Linked DNA regions of Macaca fascicularis: region 1 is linked to region 2. A link is a contact called in public Hi-C data. All regions are on one chromosome and are shown on one strand. Each heading gives the region's core, a stretch centred on a gene start, on an enhancer-like site or on the middle of the called end of the contact. The rest is flanking DNA. Distances are from core to core; before and after follow the strand shown. Region 1 has its middle 19 kb from the start of TRAM2. Region 2 holds the start of TMEM14A (transmembrane protein 14A).

What was found. Hi-C and Micro-C count contacts between places; a contact is called where the count stands out from the background.
Region 1: a Hi-C map of skeletal muscle shows a contact between it and region 2, with 4 times the contacts expected there. The contact joins the enhancer-like site here to the promoter of TMEM14A in region 2. A contact is called at or near these places in 2 of 2 Hi-C or Micro-C datasets (liver and skeletal muscle).

The regions. Positions count from the first base shown.
Region 1 is chr4:119,110,972-119,117,684 of T2T-MFA8v1.1, forward strand. No RefSeq gene overlaps it. Among named protein-coding and RNA genes, the nearest start is that of TRAM2, 19 kb to the right of the region's middle. Within about 2 kb of position 3,365, at least 4 of the 6 cell types and tissues checked have an H3K27ac peak or open chromatin away from gene starts, as enhancers often do.
Region 2 is chr4:119,038,857-119,044,892 of T2T-MFA8v1.1, forward strand. TMEM14A (transmembrane protein 14A) reads right to left here and starts at 2,268. Exons shown (of 5, transcript XM_005552749.4): 1 at 2,141-2,268. It overlaps LOC135970610 (a long non-coding RNA gene), which reads left to right and starts at 2,362. Exons shown (of 3, transcript XR_010586382.1): 1 at 2,362-2,723; 2 at 2,976-3,100; 3 at 3,313-3,450. It overlaps LOC141410223 (a long non-coding RNA gene), which reads right to left. Exons shown (of 3, transcript XR_012434464.1): 3 at 5,253-6,036.

The DNA.
Region 1 (6,713 bases), core at 2,115-4,614, 73 kb after region 2:
GGGAAAGCTCTAAATGTGTTACCTTCTAAATCCCCTGAGAGTTGTGGGGTGCTCCAAAGGGAAGTCCAGGAAAGAGGGCAACGCTTCCTTTTGCTTCCCTCTCAAAGTCCATTCCAGGGTGAGAGCTGTTGTGTGTGTGGCCCCTTTAGTTACAGTAAATCATTCACCCAGTGAGGGACAAGAGAGATATTCACAAAAGACCTCTTGGAAGCCTGTGGGGGAAAGATCCACAGTCCACTGCACTACCATCCCCAACTCTCTTTCCTGCCTCAAACCATCCCTTTATCCTTTGATCATCCACCAGGGGGCCCCAGGAAGCACAGGCAGGGTGTGCGGATTGATGACAACCCCTAATCAGGAGAGCTGGAATCAAGGACTTGAGCGCCTGGAGGAAAAAGAAATGACAGAAGCCAAAACAGTCGTGTCTGCCTGAGCTGCCAGCCACAACCATGTGTGGGCATCGGAGCGTATGTCAGAGTCAGGCTGGCCAGTGCAAAGCCTGCCAAAGAGCTGCTTCGATTAGGTCTTCACTTGAAATTTTAACCAGGCAGATGTTCCCTGGCAGCCATCCGAAGCCATCTAGGAGGGGCATCCTGTCCAGGAGTGGCTGCCTCTAGGTGGAGTCTTATTAGTCTCTCCCTTTGTTTTCATTTTGCAAACTTGATAGCTGTTGCAAAGCCTGTGTGCCCAGGCACCAGGGCTCCCTCTGCATCCTGGCATTTGGTCCTGTATCTCTTTGACACCATCAAGTAATGCTGCTGGTGCCCAGTTCTTGCCTGGGCTATCAAGAGTTCATCTGGTGCCTCTCCACTACTGAGCCTGGCTTTTTAAGCTCTTGGAGCCTGATTTGTAAATCCTTCCATGGGAGCCTCTGAGACACCTATGGAGGTCCAGTACTGATGCACAGGAGAAGGATGAAGGATGGATAAGAAGGGCTCTGCCTGACCTTGGGGAACTTACAAAAATCACCCAATTTGTCCCAGAAACCCCCAAATGTTTATAAAGTAAGCAACCATGGTGGTATTTTTCTGTCCAGAGGTTATGGAATGTAAGTGGTTGAAAACGCAGGTCCTGTGTTTACAGAGACCAGGATTCAGAATCTGGCCTTCCCTGTCACTAGCTGGGTGACCCAGGTTTGCTCTCTGAATTTTTAGTCCTCAATTTGTCCCTTTTTAAAATGGGGATAACAACACCTGCCTCATAGATTATTATGAGGATTAAATGAGATATAGTACGTAAAGCACTTAGTGAGTGCTCAGTAAAAGGTAGTGTTGTTGTTATTATTGTATTATTATTATCACATAAAAATTGACCAGTCCATTTAGATTATTCCAGATAACCTAACAAGTCAGTGTTGTAACCCAAAAGGCCTGGGTTTCAGTTCTGGATCTGCTGTGAATTAGTCTTGTGATAGCCTGTGAGCCTTAGTTTCTTCATCTATAAAATCTAGATAACACTATCTGGACTTTTGTTCCTGTTTTAACTAACATTTATCAAATGCTAACTGTGTGGTAGGCATCACTGTAAATGCTTTTCATGTTAAATTCATTGAATCCCCTCATGTCCCTGTTTTGCAGATGAGGAAACTAAGGCACAGAGCTGATGTGCCCAAAGTCAAGCAGCTAGCAACAGATGGAGCTAGGATTCCAACCCAGCCAGCCTGGCCCTAGAGCCTGCGTTCCTGACCTTATTATGAAAAATCAAATGGCATAATGATTATGAAAGTGCTTTGGGAGTGGGAAGCATTATACAGACATGAGATTGTTACTCTTCATCCAAGTTTCTTGGTGTTTGGTCTTCAGCTGGGATCCTTAACCTTTCCTGGCAGGCATGGAATGGGGAACAGCTTTAGATTTTCCTGAAGGCTTTCATTTAATCACTGGCTGTTATGAGTTGAGGGGAGCTAAGTTTCCAGCATCCTTTTACCAGTGAATAACAGAAGTGGGACTGGAAATCAGGTTTTCTGACTCTTAGCCTTATGATACTGTTCTCCAGCCTCACCAATCCTCAGAGGCTTATTTTTGGTTGGCACATAGCTCATACTTTCTGTGATTACTTATTTCACAAGATTACATTCTGGTTTTTCTCTTTCTCTCTCTCTTTTATTTTTTTCTTTTTTTGAGACTTTTGATTGAAATACAGCATACATACAGAAATGTGCACAGATCATAAATGGACAGCCCAGTATGTCCACATTGTGTAAGTAGCACCCAGACAAAGAATTAGTGCATTACCAGCACTCCTGGAGCCCTCCAGCCCCTCCCAGCCACAGCCGCCAACAAAGGGACCACTATCCTGACTTCTAACATCACAGATTGGTCTTGCCTGGTTTTCAGCTTGACATAAATGGGATTTCACAGTACTCTTTTGTGTCTGGCTTCTTTTGCTCCACATTATGTTTGTGAGATTTGTCTGTCTTTTGCATATCGAGTAGTTAATTACCACCACGATAGAGTATTCCATAGTACTGGTCTTCTGAACCAAATCAAGAGGCACACAGAGACAGAAGTGTCCTGAAACACTTCAAGCTGGTCCTTCAAAACACACAAAAAAAGTTAAAGCAATGAAATTGCTCAAACACCAAAAAAAAATATAGTTTAATCTTTACAAATTAGATCCAATTTATTGGCCATCTCTTAAAAGCCACTTTCCCAGATCGCTCCCCATCCCTCTCTCCTCTCTTTTCCCCTAGATGCCCATAGCCCCATATAGCTGTATCACCCAGCCTGAACACAGAGTTGGGGGGATGGAGGTTAACTAGCTCTGTTCTACTTAGGTGAACCCACCTTGACCTTAGAATAACTCAGAGCCTGGACTGTCTCCAACTTGGCCAGTAGGGTTTCTGCATCTTCAGCAGCATCACAGCCACCCTCACCCACAGTAAGAGAAAGTGCCTCTCATGTTTGAAACTTGGGAGGTATTCCCCTTGATCCCTATTAAACTGGACTGAGTCTGCCTCAGGATACAGCTTCTGCAGCCCCAGGCGGGTGAGAGGCAGGATGGAGTCTGCAGAAGGGGGCGGGTCCTCTGCTGTAACCCTCCCTCCCTCCTTCCCTCCCTCCCTTTGCAACCACTCTTAGAATCACTCCCACACTTTCTCAGGCTCTGGACTTCATTCCCAAGCAAAGCTGGACTGCACCCTCCTTCTCTCATCTTTGCCTTACCAGACCACAATTGGTCCTGATTTCTTCATACTGACAACCTCTCTGGGGTCTCCCTTTTCTAGTAATGATGACCTAATCCCAAGATGCAATTTTAGGGGAGTCCTGATGCAAATCAGCAGGATCGCCTGTCCTGAGCTGGAGTCCATATATGGTATAATCCCTGAACCATGACAGGGATAGTGCTGACTGTAATGCAACACAGCTGATTCACCAGCTGTCCCTCTTTCCCTAAGCTGTGCCTGCCCACTCCAGTTTCCATTAAGATCAGCACTGCACCCATAACAAAAGGTTAAGATAGCTGAAGTGCAGGACTTCGCCTCCTTTGGGAGGATGCAATTTAGGTTTTACTTCTTTCTAGGCTCCCCACTTCCTGGGAGGCTGTCCTTTCTGGAATGTAATAGAATATTATGACTGGTGCTTTTTCTTCAGTACTTCTCTTGTTGTGGGCGTGGTCAGGAAGAGGCGAGGAGAAAAGACAGTTATAGCTCAGAGGCTTGCTCAAGCCCAGTTGTAGAGGACCGTTTTCAACTGCAAGCAGGCATCGGGCCCCACCCTGACCCTGGGCAGAGTTCAATATTCACAGTCCTTAGCTGGAACTTTGGCTATTCTTTGGTCTCCACCCTCAACTATTTTTCATTTGTTTGGCCTTCTGTTAGGTGTGAGAGATAGAACTAAGAAAGTCTCAGATGTAGCAAGAATACTGAAATCTGGGTTACCAGCTGCATTCAAAGCTCATAAGTGGAGAATCATGTCCTTTCTATTAGCATCCTTACCACCATTCCATGTCTATTAAAAGCAAAGTATTATAATAGACTTTAGCAGTGCTGAGCTGGAGCTGGTTCAAACCAGTTTATGAGTCTAATTGTTAAATGTTTAGGAAATATGCAAACTGTTAAATGTAATGATTATTAAAGATTAAATTACATAAAATCACTGTTGAATAAATCAGACTTAAAATGAAGGTAATAAAGATACCAACTCATCATTTCTTAATTATTTCCCTACATTTTACTATTAACTGTGCCCTTGAGGCTGCTCAGATGAATGACGTCTGTATAGTGGAAATACCCTCTAACGTGTGCTACTGCGCATCTCTTCCCTACCCCTTGTTCAGTGACATACATCATGCTAGTAGCTCGGAATCAGTCAGTTGGGAGTATTTACTCCACAGGACTCAGAAAACCTCTGTAAATCAGGGCATCCCCCAAGCCCCTCGGAGAGTCAGTTGTTAACCATTTACAAGCCCACCACTGACTTTAGTGGTCAATAAATAATCAGACCTGCACCCGGGGTGCTTATAACGCCTTGAGGGAAATGAGTCCTTCAAGTCTTGGGTTGGACACTATCTATCTCTAAAATGCCAAACACGGGAATGAAAAGACGTGAGCTTTGAAGTAAGAGACACCTGCATTAGCATCCCAGTCTGCCACTTTGTACGATCCTGAATAAGTGACCTAATTTTTTTAAATCATCTGCAAAATGGGAGTAATAGCACCTCCTCACAAGATTGTCACAAGGATTTAGGGGTAAAGATATAAGAGTAGATATGAGAGTCTAGAAAGGGCATTTCTGATTGAAGGACCAGCATGAGAAGTTGAGTAAAAGCATAAAAGTGAAAAGAGTAGTCAAAGAATGGCCAGTGGTCTAGTATGCGTGGATATTAAGACAGATCACTTGAGCCCAGGAGTTTGAGACCAGCCTGGGCAATACAGCGAAACCCCATCTCTACAAAAAAAAAATACCAGGTATGGTGGTGCATACCTGTAGTCCCAGCTACTCGGGGGGCCAAGGCAAGAGAATCGCTTGAGCCTGGGAGGTTGAAGCTGCAGTGAGCCAAGACTGTGTCACTGTACTCCAGCCTGGATGACAAAGTGAGACTCTGTCTCAAAAACACAAAAGGAGAGACACCAGAGATATCAAGATGGACAGAGTGTATTATGATGTGACCCCAGAAATGCAGGATTAAACAGTGAAACTGGATGGGTCAGGGCTGGGGAGATGGAGCCACTGTGAAGCCAGTCAGCTTTCCGAGTAATCATGTTTTAAAGGCAGCAAGGTCAAGTATAATTCAGACAATCATCTCAACTAGGAGGTACAATCTACAGGCGGTGTCATGGGCTGGGGAGATCTGTTCATCCAAGACTAATCCCCAGCCATAACTGGAAATATAGGGGCCTTGCCTAGCCCCTAAAGAGGGTGCCAGGAGAAACTAGGCGGGAGGCTAGGACCTTAGTTAAATAGGCAAAAGTTTAGGGAGGAGGTGGGTAGTATCGGTACTATAGTAGGACCAAGATACTATTAATAGGTAGGACAAAGAAATTACCAAGTAGTAAATCAAGGTATTGTTGAAATGGACCAAGAATGAAGGTGTTAAATTTTATCTGGGATGACTTAGCTACAAGTAACAGAATACTGGGATGATTTTAGCTACAAGTAACAATATTTAACTAACAGTGGCTTAAGCAATAAAGATAGCAAAGTATCTCTCAAGAAGTCTGGAAGTAGGTGTTCTAGGATTGGCTTGGTGACTAAACATTGTTATCAAAAGGCCAAGCTCTTTCTACTTTTTCACTTTGATACTCTTACTGCTGTTCTCAGTGTGTCTGCTTTTATTCTTGGTGTTAGGGCCCTATGGTTATTAGATAGCTGCCACAGCTCACACCACCTCAATCAAAGCAGACCTCCTAATGTCTCTCTTCTTAATCAGAGAGCAAAATCCTCCCTGCAAGCCTCAGCAGATTTCTCTCTACATTTCATTGGCAAGGATGGTTTACATACTGTAATAGGCATTATAATGCTGTCAAAGATGTTCAAATTCTAGTCCCCTGGAAGCTGTGACTATGTCACCTTACCCGGCAAAAGGGACTTCGCAGATATGATTAAGGGCATGAATCTTGAGAAGAGGAGGCTCTGCCGGATTACCAGTGCGCCCCATCTAATCACATTAGCTCAGCGGAGTAAGGGAGACGGCAGCGTGGGAAGGATTTGGGACTGAGATGTAGGAGGCAATGTGTAAGAACCGGAGAGAGATCCCTTAAATATGTACAAATATAATGTAGTAATGAAAACAAACAAGGGTCACTTGTAACTACTGCTAATAGGAATATATACTCAGGGCAACTTGAATCTATGCCCTTGGATGGCTATCCTTAAGTTTTAGCCTCAAAAAAAAACTCTACACTTAATCATTAAAAAACCAAAACAAAACAGAGAGAGGCTACTAGAAGCTAATAGAGACCCCCAGATGACAGCCAGCAAGGAAACAGGGGCCTCATTCCTGCAGCTGCAAGGAACTAAAATCAGCCAACACCTGATAGAGCAAGGAAACGGATTCTATCCTCAAGCCTCCAGAAAGGAACACGGCCCTGTGGACACCTTGATTTCAGCCCAGTGAGACCTGAACCAGACTTCTGGCCTACATCACTGTAAGAAAATAAATGTGTGTGGTTTTGAGCTAGAGTCGTAGTAATTTGTTACAACAGCAACAGAAAACTAGTACACATACCCACCCTTGAAGGAGCCTAGGGTAGCCATGCTCGCTCGGCTCAG
Region 2 (6,036 bases), core at 1,018-3,517:
CAGCCGCTTGCAAACATCATGCAATTTACGTAGCATTTTCACTTAACACCCTCCCCTCAATGACCTCCTCCTGGCAACCTTGATTTAACTCAAAATTCAAGGCCTCAATTCCCCATATGGCCCCTGTTCTATGGGACAGGTGGGGCAGGGCTCAGATGTTCTTCATAGACAAGAAACAAATCTCTGGGTTGGGCAGGCCTGGGTTCCCTAGTTCAGAAAACGCATTCAGGTTCATCTGCCACACAGGGTCATTCTAAGGGTATGCTTTAATTATTGCTGTCAGGTGCATTTACCCTACAGGGGAGCATAAGTCAAGTGAAGAGGGTGGCAGGGAAGGGTGTTCCTGGCAGAAGGGAGCGTGTGTGCAAGGCCCTCATGGCACAAGAAAGCATGTTCTCAAAATGAAAAGTACAAGGGGCTTGTGAAAAGAGAGGGAGCTGGTGAGAAAGACAGGGCTGTACACCCACATAAGCCCTGTAAAGGGAGTCTGGTTCTGTCCTAGGGGCAGAGAAGGATCACCAAAGGGAGCCTCACAATCAGATTTAAATTCCAGCAAGCACTTCCCAGTTGCAGTAGTGAAGATGGGTGGTGAAGTCAGGCAGGGAGATACATCGGGAAGCTGTTGCAGTAAAGTAAGCAAGAGCTTAGTTGATAAGGGTAGGCTTATCTAGAGAAATGGCAATGAGAATGGAGAGAAGGTGGACAGATTTCAGAGGTTCAGGAGGAAGAGTCAGCAGAATTGAATTCGAGGAGGGAAGGGAAAGTCAAGGGTGAATCAGAGATGACTCACCCCTAGGTATCTGGCTCAGACCATTAGGAGAAGCAGGGAGTCAGGGAGCCTCATGTTATTCTCTGAGACAGAGAACATGGGAACAGCAGCAGGTGTGCGGGGCGGGGAAGAGGGAGGTGGTTAGGAATGATGGGACGTGTTTGGAATGTATTCAGTCTGAGACGCCCAACACACAGGAAAACACCATTACATACAGATCTGAGGCTTATGAGAGCACTTTCATTATCAGGTGTAACCTTTAGACCTAATTGTCTCCTAAAGCCAAGTAGCTGTTGTGAAAATTAATTCCACTCCATCCTGAGCCTCCCAGCTCTTCCTGCGATCTTCTCTTGAGGATCCATACTCTTTTACTTGGTTGGGATTCTCTCGCCTCTCAGTCAGCCAAGCTCCTTGAGGGCAAACCGAGGGTGCACAAGGCAGGTACTTAAAATACTTGTTAAATGAATAAATGAGTGAGTGAACCAAAGGAACAGCTTCTGCCTGAAAACATTCTGTAACTGATCTACCCAATACAGCTTTATTGCCAGGAAACAGGCAGCTCCTTAATCTCCTTAGTGAAGTGACTGTTGTTCTAAGGAGGCAAAATAAATCTACTCCCAATGCTTGTAAGAAGGTTCTGTTCTCAGAGAGGATATTCAGACAAAAGAATCACCTTTTCCATGACGGAGCCATGTGGCCAGGCCAGAAGCACACATTAAAGCCAGAGGCTGTGTTAACATGAAAGGGATAAGGTGGGAGAGGATGTGCACAGCACATCACACGCTCTCATCACAAATGCGATGCTCAAGCCTTGGAAGGGCTAGAAAGCATCTTGGATGCAATGCAGCAAAACGATTTACTATACTAGGTACAAAACAAGGCCGACCGCCCCAAATCCTCCAAAATTTGGAGAACTAAGAGATTTTCAGTCAACTGTTATATAAAAAGCATTTTCACATGCTAAAGATATAACAGTTACCTACCCGTGAGCTCTTGGAGGGCACAAAAGGCACATTTTCGAGTGGGGTCTGGGTAGTGCTGGGAAAGTTAAAATCCTGCCAAGCATTTTGCAATGGTCCATGAGCCCACCCCACCACCCCAGCTCCAGGAAGGGAGGAGGCAGCATAGGTGGGATATTTAGGGATACCAGAAGGCAAAAACTCGGGAAATTCCCAGGAGGAGGAGAAAAATGATACCGGAGAGGTAAGACCGATGGCCTGCAAAATCCCCTCAAGGTCCTCTGCATCATCGTTTGCTGTACAGGTTTGGCGCGGGGGAGGGGATGCCCGGTAAGCAACGCCCCTTATATTTCTGCGGTTCTGTAAGAAAATTCAGAGCAGGAAGGTCTCCATTGCGGGATGCACAGCTCACCTGCAGCCCCGAGCCCTCACTGCGGCTGAAAAGACAGAAGTCTGGGGCTAGCTGCCGCCACTCGAGGTACCTGGAATCCGGAAGCAGTCTCCGCGCCAGCGCTGTCCCACCCAGCGCCCAGCAGTCTCGCGCTGAGCAGAGGCCGCTCCCTGCCGGAGACGCCCTCCCTGCCGCGCGCATGCGCTATGTCCCTTCTAGCCTTGCAGGGCTCTGCCCTGTCCATTCCCTTCGGCTGAATCGGGTCGGCCTATAGGTCAGGCAAACAGGAGGCCCTGCGCTGCGACATCCCGGCGGTAGCCGGACCCGTTGCTCCGTCTATCCTACCTTCGGCCCTGTCCTGGAGCCAGGGCTGGGGTTTCCTGCCTCCCGCCTGACGGAGCGGGACTGGCAGGCAGCGTATCTGCATGTAGCCAAGATTATAGAAGGCGAAGATTTTTAAGTTAACTCCATTCATCATTCAAGGGACATTTCCAGAACCTCTAAAAGGCAACGCGAGGTCTCCTACACACCCTCCAGCAGATTGTCCCCATTGTCAGTGGAGGGAGCTAAAGTTCAGTGAGGTCCAGTGACTTAGTTGTCCCAGGTCAGAATCCAAGTTTGCCTGGTTTCAAAGCCCAAGCACCCTTCATTACACTATAGGATCATCTAAATGTGGTTGGGAGATCAGGATCCTAGTTTTAAACTTCAGGCCCAGGATTTGCTGGGCTTAGATATCTACAGGGAAAGGTATAAATTTCAGAGTTGGAAAGCACTTAAAATCTTGCCTCATCCAAGGCGATCTGCTCAATCCTAGGAATGAACCTTAAATTGACTCTTTTTTTTTTTTTTGATACAGGATCTCAGTTGATTGCCCAGGCTGGAGTGCAGTGGCGCCATCCCAGTTCACTGCAACCTCTGCCTCTTGCCTCCTGGGTTCAAGCGATTCTCCAGCCTCAACCTCCGGAGTAGCTGGGATTACAGGTGTGTGCCACCTCACCCAGCTAATTCTTTATTTTGTTTGTAGAGACGGGGTTTCACTATGTTGCCCAGGATGGTCTCGAACTCCTGAGCTCAAAGCAATCCTCCCACCTCTGTCTTGCAAAGTGCTGGGATTACAGTTTAAATTGACTTTAAATTATGCCTCTCTGTAGCAACTTATCATCTTATTCTTCTGCCTTCTTGATTGAATACAGAACTCCAACCCTCTTCCTTATGTAACAGCCCTTCGGAGATTTGAAGAAGGCTGTCACAGTGAAGTAGCTCTAGAGGTTCTGTGTCACTGAGAATTACAGCAGAATTCCTCAGAATAAAAGAGGAAACTCAAAATTAAATCTTGTGACGTTTGTTTGTTACATCTATTCTTTGTGCGTAAAAGTGCTTCAGGGAAGTAATATAACTACATCTAAGTTATGAAAGTCTGAGTTGGTCCTGGGGAATTAATAGAATTCCTGAAGAGTCACAGAAGAGTTGATGGCAACGCACTGGAATGTGGCGTGGAGAAAGTGATAGCCTGAAATTTGGTTCTGAGTTCTCTCAGCACTCTTTTCCATCCCCTTCTATGTCCATCCTTACCCCAGCCTCCTCCCCTTCTCTCCTCACACTCTCAGAACACTTATCCTATTTGGAATAAAACTAAAACCCTCTTGGAATACTTCAGCATCTTCATCTGATGTGACCTGGGTAAATAACTCCCCTCTGGACCTCAGTGCCTGGATTTAAGATAGGCCAAGACTAGATGCTCTCAGATCCCTTCCACCCTGCCACTAGCACACTCAAAGCTGGAAACAGCCTCATGATATTCCTACTCAAGGCGTGTCACCTAAACCTAAAGAAAAACTTTGTATATTATGGGAATTGCATACCCTTGAATATGTGGAAACAGGATAGTTCTTACGCAAAGGGATCACTGCCCTCTCAACTCATAGGCACTAGCTGTTGCCTTCTCCAGCTGATGGAAAGGCTGCAGCCCAGGTAAGGATGCAGGAAAGCCTATTCCCCTTATCCATTTTGTAAAGCTTTCTATGCATGATCCGCAGCAGAGACTCTTAACTTTCTTTTTTTTTTTTTTTTAATTTATTTATTATTATTATACTTTAAGTTCTAGGGTACATGTGCATAACGTGCAGGTTTGTTACATATGTATACTTGTGCCATGTTGGTGTGCTGCACCCATCAACTCGTCAGCACCCATCAACTCGTCATTTACATCAGGTATAACTCCCAATGCAATCCCTCCCCCCTCCCCCCTCCCCATGATAGGCCCCGGTGTGTGATGTTCCCCTTCCTGAGTCCAGGTGATCTCATTGTTCAGTTCCCACCTATGAGTGAGAACATGCGGTGTTTGGTTTTCTGTTCTTGTGATAGTTTGCTAAGAATGATGGTTTCCAGCTGCATCCATGTCCCTACAAAGGACACAAACTCATCCTTTTTTATGGCTGCATAGTATTCCATGGTGTATATGTGCCACATTTTCTTGATCCAATCTGTCACTGATGGACATTTGGGTTGATTCCAAGTCTTTGCTATTGTGAATAGTGCCGCAATAAACATACGTGTGCATGTGTCTTTATAGCAGCATAATTTATAATCCTTTGGGTATATACCCAGTAATGGGATGGCTGGGTCATATGGTACATCTAGTTCTAGATCCTTGAGGAATCGCCATACTGTTTTCCATAATGGTTGAACTAGTTTACAATCCCACCAACAGTGTAAAAGTGTTCCTATTTCTCCACATCCTCTCCAGCACCTGTTGTTTCCTGACTTTTTAATGATTGCCATTCTAACTGGTGTGAGATGGTATCTCATTGTGGTTTTGATTTGCATTTCTCTGATGGCCAGTGATGATGAGCATTTTTTCATGTGTCTGTTGGCTGTATGAATGTCTTCTTTTGAGAAATGTCTGTTCATATCCTTTGCCCACTTAGCTTCTGCACAGCAAAAGAAACTACCATCAGAGTGAACAGGCAACCTACAGAATGGGAGAAAATTTTTGCAATCTACTCATCTGACAAAGGGCTAATATCCAGAACCTACAAAGAACTCAAACAAATTTACAAGAGACCCTTAACTTTCAATGTGTCACCAACCCCTTTGGCAGTCTGGAGAAACGCACAAAATACAATACACAGGATTGCAAAGGAAGCCAATTTTATTGAAATGCAAATTTCAATTTTATTGAAATGCGATTTTATTGAAATCAAATTGTTAGACATTTAAATCTGTCATATAATAGATGTGTTTCTTTATTAACATATTAAAGATTACAAGACCTAGGGGGTGGATCTAATTATTACCATAATTTCAAAGTGGTGCTGTACGTAAATATTTTAAGATATCTGTAACATGGATATCTGTGATTCCTAGTGACGACAGAGACACAGGTACTAACACTGCTGTGGTTTGTTGCCTATTTTCCTGACGGAAAGAAATGAAAACTTCTTTTCTCCATCGAAGTTTTCAGATTTCCTGATTTCTATCCTCTGGCCCCTTTAGATTCACAGATTCCAATTTAAGAACTCCCAGTCTATAGTAATGCAAGTTTTCGTAAGTTGTACATAGGTGGAATCAGAGAAAGGGAAAGAAGGTGAAGAGCCTCACTGACTGGCTGCTAAGGCAGGGCCTCACGGGATGGTTACACCCTGTGGATCTTGAGCCTGCTCCTCATTTTCAAATGTTCAGAAACTCAATTTGTCTCAGTTCTTCCAGGGGCACCCTGGCTTTTGAGGGACAGATTCATAAAAATCAAAGTCACAAGGGACTTACTGACTTTTTTAAGGCCCACTTCAGATTCTGGATTTTTTTCTTCTTTCAGATCCCAAACAGTGTCAAAGGACATTATTCTTGTCCTTTGAAAATACGGTCTTATGGCAGGCCAACATTTTAGCATCTTTTTCTGTGGCTCGCTGCAATGACAG